Linked DNA regions of Gossypium hirsutum: region 2 is linked to region 1. A link is a contact called in public Hi-C data. All regions are on one chromosome and are shown on one strand. Each heading gives the region's core, a stretch centred on a gene start, on an enhancer-like site or on the middle of the called end of the contact. The rest is flanking DNA. Distances are from core to core; before and after follow the strand shown.

Region 1 (5,121 bases), core at 2,375-4,874:
TTCAAACTTTATTTTTTGAAAATATGAATTTCATTATCATGTATATATGTTTATATATAATACACAATTTAACATATTTAAAATTATATTGTTATAGCTAGGTTTATAAATGTAGCCTATAAAGACAATTGACATAAAAAGAATTAGGCGTGCTATACATAGATACATTCATTATTTAAGCATACTTATGCTAAACTAAACATAAAGCCTTAGTTATCTTTAAAATGGAGTTATTAAGGTGAGCGTTCGATAGAATCGAATGAAAGAATTTCGAGTTAATCGAATTGACGAGTCATATTTTATCATTCTAACTCGATTTGAAACTTTTTCAAATTGAGTCGAGTTAAATCAAGTGAAATTGTTCGAGTTAAATTAAAAAAAATTAAATATGTCAAATTAAAATCTTATTATAATATAACTGCTTCCATGTTATAGCACATAAGTTTGAAACTATATATATTTGAAAACTTTTTAAAAGTAAAACAATAAAAAAATAAGATATTTTAGTATGATAAACTTGAATCGTTAATTAATTATTTAGATTCCAAAATTATTATTTTAGAAAATTTTAAAAATTTTAACTTTCTTTATATATTATTTAGAATTTTTTTTAAAATATAAATTTTGGAATTTCAAAAATTATTTTGAATTTTTGAAAATTATTTTGAATTATTTTTTATTTTTTATTTGTTGAGAGAGAGACCAATGTGGCCATTTTCAAAATTGGCAGAGACCAAAAGGGTGTTTACACCAATCTATTATTCGAGTTATTTGAATTATAAATTCAACTTGACTCAAACTTGAAACTCGAATTATTTATTTGAGTTGACTCGAATAGCTCGATTCGATTAAGTCGAAATTCAAAATTCTTTTTTCAATTTTTTAAAATCGAATCGAGTTTTACTCACTCCAAAGAAGTAAGTATTGTATGCCTTAATTATTATAATATAAGAATCAATACCACTAAATTAATTAAGGCTATTCAAGTTGCATAAATAATCTTCCATAACTGTTAATTTATGAATATTCAAATTAAATAAATAAGATAAAATACATCCCGATTTTTAATACAAAGACTTTCGTGAAAAGAAAAAAAAAACACTATGGAGCTGTAAAATTTTATATGTTCATAAGACCATCATATCATCTTGAAGTTACAACAATTGCAATAAAATAAATAATTATGAGCATTGATTTGATTACTCTAATTAATTAATTAACACCCAGAAACTGAAAATTGAAATCTTGAAATATTTAAGGTTCCAACTTTATCATCCAGCTAAGATTTTATTGGCAAATAAAATCTGATGATGTGTCATAATTTAATTCATTAACAATACATAAAATTATATACTATAATACATCAAATATAAATCCTAAAAAAATTAGATTATTTACATCCACCTAATTAATCATTCAATTAACTCCAAAAAGAAAACCAGGTGACTAGTTTTAGTTTATATCATCATTGTTGTTTCAACAATTTAGAGTTTATAGATAACTAAAAATACAACTTAGAGTATTTAAAAGATTATAAAATAAAAATAATATTTAAAATACAGTTAATTCAAATAAAATATAATGAAGTGTAACTCTCAACAAATTAGAAATCACAAAAGACATTTAAATAAGTAATAATAACTTATAAAAATGAAAGCATTTATTTTTAAATACCAAAATTCTTTTATATATTTTAGTGAATTACAAAAGGTAAAATCGAAACGCGATTAGTACGACTCAAATCAAAGTCACACCTAGTACGATAAACACTTTTAACCACCAGATAATCACATGAGTTTATATGGAATTTAAATTTAAAGGCTAACTATGAAAATTTTATAATACAAAAAGAGACAAATTAAGGAAGAATCAATGTTCTTCTCTCCAATACTACAACAATTTCATCTCTAGAGTGGTAATAAGCATCAGAGGAGTAGCAATTTGCACAACAAAAAGAAGTGGAGTGCCCGACCCCTAACTTCATACTTGGATTAACCCTCCATTAATACAGCAACTCCAGCTAGATATATGTATAAAGATCACTATAATGTTCATTCATGGCGCCTGACTACGGGTGAAGGAAGAAACTAAGTCTTGTAATAAGCCATAATCAGGAACTTGAAGCTGCTGCTGCTGGGTTTGATGGTGCATGGAGTTGGCGTGTGCTGCTGGATTATTGCTCGATGATGGAAGGAAATGGGTTAGGAATTCATGAGGGAAGGTCGGACCCATCGACCCCGACATGATCGGAGGGGAAAACATCCCTGCAGCATGGCCTCGAAGAGTTGCCGGAATGGGATGGTTATGCTTTCCTTCATATGTTGTGATCACCACCGATGGGTCCTCAAATGATCTCTCAACTCGCTTCTTGACACCACATTTTGGGCTTGTGCATCTGTAATAACTTCTGCAAAGTTTCACAAACGTTTTAAGATAATGACAATGTTTGCAATTAGGGTTAAGAGAGAGATGGATTAATTTGATTGTCATTTATCAATGGTATCCATTTCTAAACAAAAACATTCATAGGGATTAGAAAGAAGGATGGACCTTGGATAAGGGCTGTTCTTGACAGCCTTTTGTCCGTACTTCCTCCATCTATAGCCATCTTCAAGATGATCAATCTCACTCTTTGTGAGGAATGCAAACCTGGGCTCTTTTTGCCGTTTCTCCTTTTTTGTTGCTTTGTTCCTGCACCCAATATTAACCCTTTTTAAAAATCAATACAAATTGTGTCCTATCATCATCATATATTAGGGTTTTGGTAGCTTGAGAAAAAAAATACAGAACAAAGAATAAAGGAAAAATAAGAAGAAAAAAAGTTACCAAAAACAAATACCATGTAGATTAGTCATTTCAAAGGCTTTTATAAGTCAGTAAGAAACGCGTAATCAATTTACTGAGAAAATTTTATCAGTAACGTAGAAATCCAAAATCAGAAATGCTAGCTAGCTAGTATGAACGCTATTAATAATCCCCAAACTAGATAATAATGAGAAAATAAAGTTGCCTAAAAAGCCCAGAAAAAATAAAAACCTACACTTTCTTTGACTTGTCATCTCCATGGTCTTCACACCCTTTTGGCTGTTTATCTTTCTTGGCTTTGCTGGAATCTTCATCTTCGTTAGAGGAAGAAGACACTGAGGAATTGGGGGTTGATGGGTTTTCAGAAATATTATTATTGTTATCTGCACAAGTGGGGATTTTCTTGGAGTTGTCAGTAGCCGTATTGTCATCCATGGGACTGACAACATCAGATGAAGAACAAGACATGTCGAAGGCTCTCGAGAAGGAGTTGTAGTCGATGACGTTGGAGCCATTTAAGCAGTCAGTGAAGGTCATATATGAAGGATCAAAGGCCGGTGGTGGAGCGGCTGCAGATTGGTTGTAAATGCAAGGGCTGTTGTCGTCAAAGAATGGGAAGGTGGTGGATCGGTTGAATCCTTGGAAAGGATCATAGTTGTGTTGTGGATCGTTCTTTTCATTTGAAGACATATAAACATAGATGAAAGAAAGAAGATGAGGAAGAAGAAGCAAAAGGGTAAAACTACAATGGAAATATGAAAGGGTTTAAAAGTGAGAGAAGGAGAGAAAAGTGGGGTTTTGATTGAGAAACTTTGTTTTTATTTTTATAAGAGTGTGTGGTGTTGGATTATTTATTTATTTACTAATATTATTTTGTGTTGTTGATTATGATGGAGAGAGAGTTGTAAAGGAATGGGTAGGTTTGGCTATTTCCCACTATTATTTAAGTTTCCAATTCAAAAATCTAAATTTCACCCATCTTTTTCATGGATGATTATAGGTTCAAACCAAATAATTGAATTATACATGTTGAGAACACTTTTGTCAAAATTATCAACCCATCGAGTACAAATAGTCCACATATCTTCAAAACGTATACAATTAAACATCAATTTTAATATATCTGTCTTAATTTTTTAGTGTTTTTTATTATAACCTTTTTAATATATTCTAAAAATATATAACATGATTTAAAAAAACAAAACTTTTTTATGCTATTACTAGTAATATGTACATATTTGTAACTCATCCGATTTTTTTAGTTAATTTTACATACGTGCATATCATCCAAAAAAATAAGGACAAAAAGGAATAGGAAATCTTGGGGGCTTGTCACGAATTTTTACTTCGTTTGGAAGATTTCGTCATGTCAATCATTTTGATCAATAAAGAGTAAGGACTTGACTTACAAAGAATATCTTGCCTTACGTAGGTACATACATTTGTTTCTTGTATGTTTATGGACCTCATCAAGTCACATCAAAATTCACCTAAGATAATTTATGAAGACAAGATTTCCCATAGCCTCCAAGCACATGAGTAAAAGGCCCACCATTGCACAGCAACCTACTTTCCGTAAGACACATGAACCTATAAGTATCTATTATCGACCAAGGAACTACAAGATACTTCCCATGTTGTTACCCTGCTAAACTACCTATAAACTCCACCCTTATTCTCTGATTCATCAAAAACCACCTTCAAAAACTCTTGACACAATTGTGTGAACCATTTCCAACCACTAAACCATATTGTATCAACAATTGGTGCGGTGAGTATTGACCAAACATGACTAATCCCAATGAAAATCTCTTGAAGATAAAAAAAAAAAACAAATATAACTAGCATTTCCAACATTAAACAACTCAAAAGAAACAAGGTTACGAGTAAGGATATCAAGCTGGTCAAAGTAATCGATATGAACAAGGGAATCATAACAGGCAACCTTATGATAATTATGATCCTTATAATCCTTACCATCAGTAGAATCATGACCAATAAAATTATCCACTTCCTAGATATTACAATTCTTATCCAAACCAATGACCATTCGTACAATCACCGTTGGAAATATACTACTGCAAAATGAAATAGTTAGCACTGGCAGGATAAATAAACTGAGTAAATAAATAAAATAATCACTATGCTTTAGAAGAACTACTGCCTTAGAAGTAAATCCATCATGATCGATGTAATCGTATAGTGGACGTCGCCTTCAAGGTTAACACGATACTTCAATAGTTGTACACCCGAATAAAGAAGGTGGAACACAATTGGTATTGCTTTTCTCAAAAGTATTCGAAAAAGTAGACTGGA
Region 2 (4,964 bases), core at 1,876-4,375, 41 kb after region 1:
TTTTTCATCTTTTTGCTAGCCAGACTAAACTTAAAAGAATATGAAAAGGTATTATGATATGACTTAATGTCAAACTTTAGAGATAAGGTGTTCTTTTACATATATTAGTAATGATTAGCTCGAATTTTAGGTAGGATCTAGGTCGCCTATTCGCGACTCAGATAAGTCCCACCAGATGATTAGAGGGGAGCTTGCGGATTTAACTCGCAAGAAGAGTTTGCACGAACCAAGGGAAGGTCGCGGTCTCAGTTCGCATGTACTCAAGGAGCTCATAGAATGGAGACTGTGAGGTTTGACAAACAACCCGGAGTGAAACATGTGTCCAACATGTCTAAAGTCCGTTCAGAATGTCAGTCTTAAGAATAATAGAATTATGTCATAAACAGTACATGAGATAAAATTACTCAACCATAAATACATGAAAAAGTCTGAAAAGAAGTTGATTTGGATGGGATGATGTGAAATAACTAATCATGAGTTGGGGCTGGTCACTCAATGATGAATGATCAACATATCAGTACATCAAGCACCTTGTGGTTCAAAGAGATTGCCCTCACCAAACTAATTAAGAACAGGCTATTCAAAGCTGTAATTCTTCAAGAAGGGGAAATAATATACTGATTTAATAGTAAAAATAAAGTTTGAGGAATTTTAAAATTTTAGATTTGAGTTTTATATGTCCAGATAGGTGTATTAGAATATTGCCTCTTTTACTAAAAAAATTGAACAAATTAATCATTATACCTTAGATCAAAAGTAAATTAATATTTTTTATTAAAAATTTCATCCATTTCTACCGTTAAAAATTGATGTAACTAACAGAACAATCAAACAATGACACATGGATGTTGTGTGTACATCATGCTAACATACAAAACCAATCATTAATAATAGAAATGGATGGATTTTTTAACAAAATGACCGATTTGCTCTTCGATCTAACGTACAAGTATTAATTTACTTATTTTTTAATAGATAAAGCAAAATGCAATCAGTCTCTTAGAATAAGGACCCCATAATAATATTTTTACTGTCTAAATATATTTTGACTAATTAAAATTGTTATTGTTGAGGCTCTGTCTTTTTCATAGGTGAGAATTTTGAAAATTTTAATGATGTGTTGTGTAAGGCATTGGGTAGGAGCATTCTTAATATATTTATATAAAGGTTTATTTTTCCATGTTTTTCATGTCCTTTTGGAGTTCCTCGTGGAAGAGCTTCTCTAATCTTCAAGCACGTTGAAGTCTTATATAAAGGCTGTAAGTGAAGAAAATAAGTTTGTTGTATTAGGCAAAAGAAAAAAGAAAGCATAAAATCCGAGGAATATAAATATTTGTTATGTTGTGCATATAGATAGATGCACATGAAGATCTTTTCCCAAGCAACTGTTGTAAAGGCTGCTTACATGGTGTCAACTCTATGTTTTGGAAAATGCATATGAAAATGGTGAAGTTTCTATATTGAGGGCAAAAGAAATGGATTCGCCACTACAACTCATTGTTTAATGTGTGTTTTCACAAAGATTCTACTGCTGTTTTGTTATGGCATGCAATTCAAAATAGGTACCTGGCTAGCAATAGTTTTTTTTTTTTACAAATTCATTCACCATAAAGTGGATGAATCATTGATCAAATCAATGAACTTAAATGATATTGTGTATGATATATATGATGAACTTAGTTACTATGAAAGTTTCTGGACTAAGAATTGGGTTGCATTTTGATCAAATTATCTATTTCTATTATTAAAAATTAGTCCTTGTATGTTAACATGTAGTACACATGGCACGTCATATGTCACTATCTGATTATTTTATAAGTCACATCAGTTTTTAACAATACAAAGGGGTAAAAATATTTAACTAAAAGGGGCAATTTGTTCTAGGATATAACGTACAAGGACTAATTTACTTATTTTTTGAATAAATAAACCAAAATGCAATCTAACTTCTAATACAGAGAAGATTTTAGACAATACCTCACTATTTAATTAATAGTGCATAAAATTATATATTATTTGTGCACTAAATATTAACAACATATAATTTTGTGTACACATTTTATAAAATAAAAGTGTATTGTAAAATATTTAAATAATATATCATCATTTGATTTTAATGGCGTATACTAAGTCAAAGATAAACTCCTGAAGGAACTTATGAAACATAAGAAAAATCTATGTGATTGAGCTATAATTAAGTATATTCAAATTGAAAATGAAGTAGAAAATACAAGAAATAGATGTAACAGTGTAAATCGTTGATGGTCAATCTGTTAAAACTCAACCTTGAATTCAACCCAAAACAGAAATTCCAAAAGTGAAGAGATTACAAATTTCAAGAAAAACAACATGATTCTCTATTATTTGTGTTGAAAAATTATTGTACCACCATAAATGGGTGAAAAGAAAAACCTTATGAACCCCAACATAATTAAAGAACAGGATGATTTCATTGCCATGCTCATACTTTCACTTTTTAACAAATCTAGATGGTCATTTTGACACAAAATGGTGCAAAAAGTAGTGTTATTAAAAATCACAAATCGGTTTAAATATTTTTTTATCTCGGTTTTTAAAATTTTTACCTACTGATACACCGGCCGATTCACAATTTAACCGATTTCAGGGCAAGGACCATTTCCCTAGCAGAATGAGAGAGGGAAAAAAGAGCAAGAGATGGAGCCCTTCGTTTCCATTTAGTTATGTTCGTCTAATGGGTTCCACGTGATGTCTTTTAGGAGAAACTTGAATAACCTCAATCATAAAACATCTCATGCACATGAGAAACTACGTCTGTGCATATTAGAGATAGAAGATGTTGTTCCGTTGTTCTTCATGGCTATATTCTTGAGCATATTTGACCATAATCCATGCATAAATGCATCAATTCTTGTATTTGTATTCTGAAGGTTATCTGCTTTTCCATAAATTATTACATAAACTGGTGAATATAATATTAAACCAAACAAATAAAATACTTAAAGTAATAAATATTAATTTTAAAATAAGTCAAGGGTTTTGCAAGAAATTATACTAAATTATGGGGCTCGGCCTTGTCTTCGTTTTTGTCCACTAGTTAGTTGAGATAACTTTTTACCCAATTTATGAGTAGGTATCATCATTTGGAGTGGTGTGGCTGCTGATCAGAGCTGTCCATGACACGACACAGATTGCTGTACTAGGCGTGTTTTAGATTGACACTGCCTGTTGATTCATTTCATTGTTTAAGTATTACTAAAATATTTAAAAATATTTTTTATTAATACTATTTAAATCAAATTTGGACCATACTTTATTGAATAGAAATATGATAAAATTATTTTTTTAAACATTAATCTCATTATAGGTTTTTATAATATATGGTTCTTTTATTAACAAAGTATAATTTTTAAATAGGAAGATAATACACTTCAACGTACTCAAACTCACAGTCTTCTGCACTAAAAATATTGTTAATGTCAATTAAACTAAGACTCAACCGACAAATATTTGACAAAAATTTTAATCTTTACACCTTACAAAATTAAATTCGAAAAATTTAAATGAGTTTTTGAGTGTAACACGCTTTCCCTTGGGAAAAATCCAAGCTTGGACCATGTTTCACATGATAATTGAAACATAGACTTGAATTTTTGTGGCCTTTTTTTAGCAAATTAAACATGGTGCTGGTAATTAGTTTCATACTAAACAAAAAATGAGATTTGAATATATTTCTTACAAAAAAAAAAGTATAAATGTATCAAGAATTAAAAAAAATCCTGTATTAAAACGTAACTATAAAATGTTGTTCATATTTATTTTATTTTTTGGTGAATTACAATAACAGGGTAAAGCCTGAACAACTAATACGACTAGCGCAACTCGAATTTAGGTCACACCTGAGACAGTGAAAACCCTTAACCATCAGGCCATCACATGGGATTCTCTTTATATTTATTTTTAATCAAGTTTATATATCAAAACCTAATTTAAGAAACATATATTAAAAAAAAAATTCAAATCGAGCAAGGCTTGTGTCCATGCACACCTAAAAGGCTTACTTTTACTATTTTAAAATAATTTTTTTATTTAAATTTAATATAAAATTATTTTTATTATTCATAAACTATAAAAGGTATCAAGCCGGGCTGATTCGATATTAAAAAAATATAAATTCAAATCTAACTCGAAACAGATCGGTGGCTTTTTACAAAAATGTATTGAAATGCATACAAAAGAGAATTTCTCCAACAAAGAAGTTGATAACTCTGTGTGATGTTGGTTTCATATGTATCTTTGAACCAGTCTTGATTGCCATTCTCAACCACTAAAGTGTTGTTTAGGCAAAGAGATCATGGAGAATCTATTCAACCCAAAGCTTATTTATTTTAATAATTATCACTCATCTTCTCCACGAAAATGAAAAGACCGTGACGGTCTGTGGATTATTGTAGTTTACATATTGTGAGTCGCCGAATGAATAAGTATGTTGACTAGTTCATGCTTTATCTATGGTTTGACATGGGAGCTAATTATAAAGGTCAAATTAAGCTGTTTGCTTGACTCAGTTTAGGTAGGAATTATATTTTGCATTGGTTTCCTCGTTTATGCAAAGTTAAAATTGTAATTGACACCTAGCAACCATTATCATTACGTACGTCTCGTTGATTATTTTTCATATTAACAAAAAACTTTATAATGAAGTGTGAAGGGTTTTGTTGATCATAGTCTTAAAAGTTAGATGACTCAATGATATACATTCACAAGAAAGATTAATTTAGACTAGATTAAAAATTCATGTAACATGCATAAATTGTATACTCCGACATAAATCACATGTATTAGAATAATCAAACAATTAAGTATTTAATAATTCTAATTGATAAAGAAAATATTTTAAGTTATCCAATACAGATTCTATATTCAACAAGCTTGAATATTTGTAATTAAAGCAGAAGATATGTAAGTACCAAAGAATAAAGAAT

The links. A called contact is a pair of places that touch in the nucleus more often than the background predicts.
Region 2: a contact with region 1 is called in a Hi-C map of leaf, with 1.8 times the contacts expected there. The contact joins the enhancer-like site here to the promoter of LOC107959731 in region 1. A contact is called at or near these places in 8 of 34 Hi-C or Micro-C datasets (anther, cotyledon, fibers and 2 more).

What each region holds. Positions count from the first base shown.
Region 1 is chrD04:5,862,139-5,867,259 of Gossypium_hirsutum_v2.1, forward strand. LOC107959731 (WRKY transcription factor 71) reads right to left here and starts at 3,625. Exons shown (of 3, transcript XM_016895861.2): 1 at 3,041-3,625; 2 at 2,551-2,691; 3 at 1,814-2,407. The coding sequence starts at 3,495. The coding sequence ends at 2,056.
Region 2 is chrD04:5,903,631-5,908,594 of Gossypium_hirsutum_v2.1, forward strand. No RefSeq gene overlaps it. Among protein-coding and RNA genes, the nearest start is that of LOC107959730, 16 kb to the right of the region's middle. Within about 2 kb of position 3,126, at least 5 of the 9 cell types and tissues checked have an H3K27ac peak or open chromatin away from gene starts, as enhancers often do. A contact at or near this core is called in cotyledon and leaf, where this site is marked.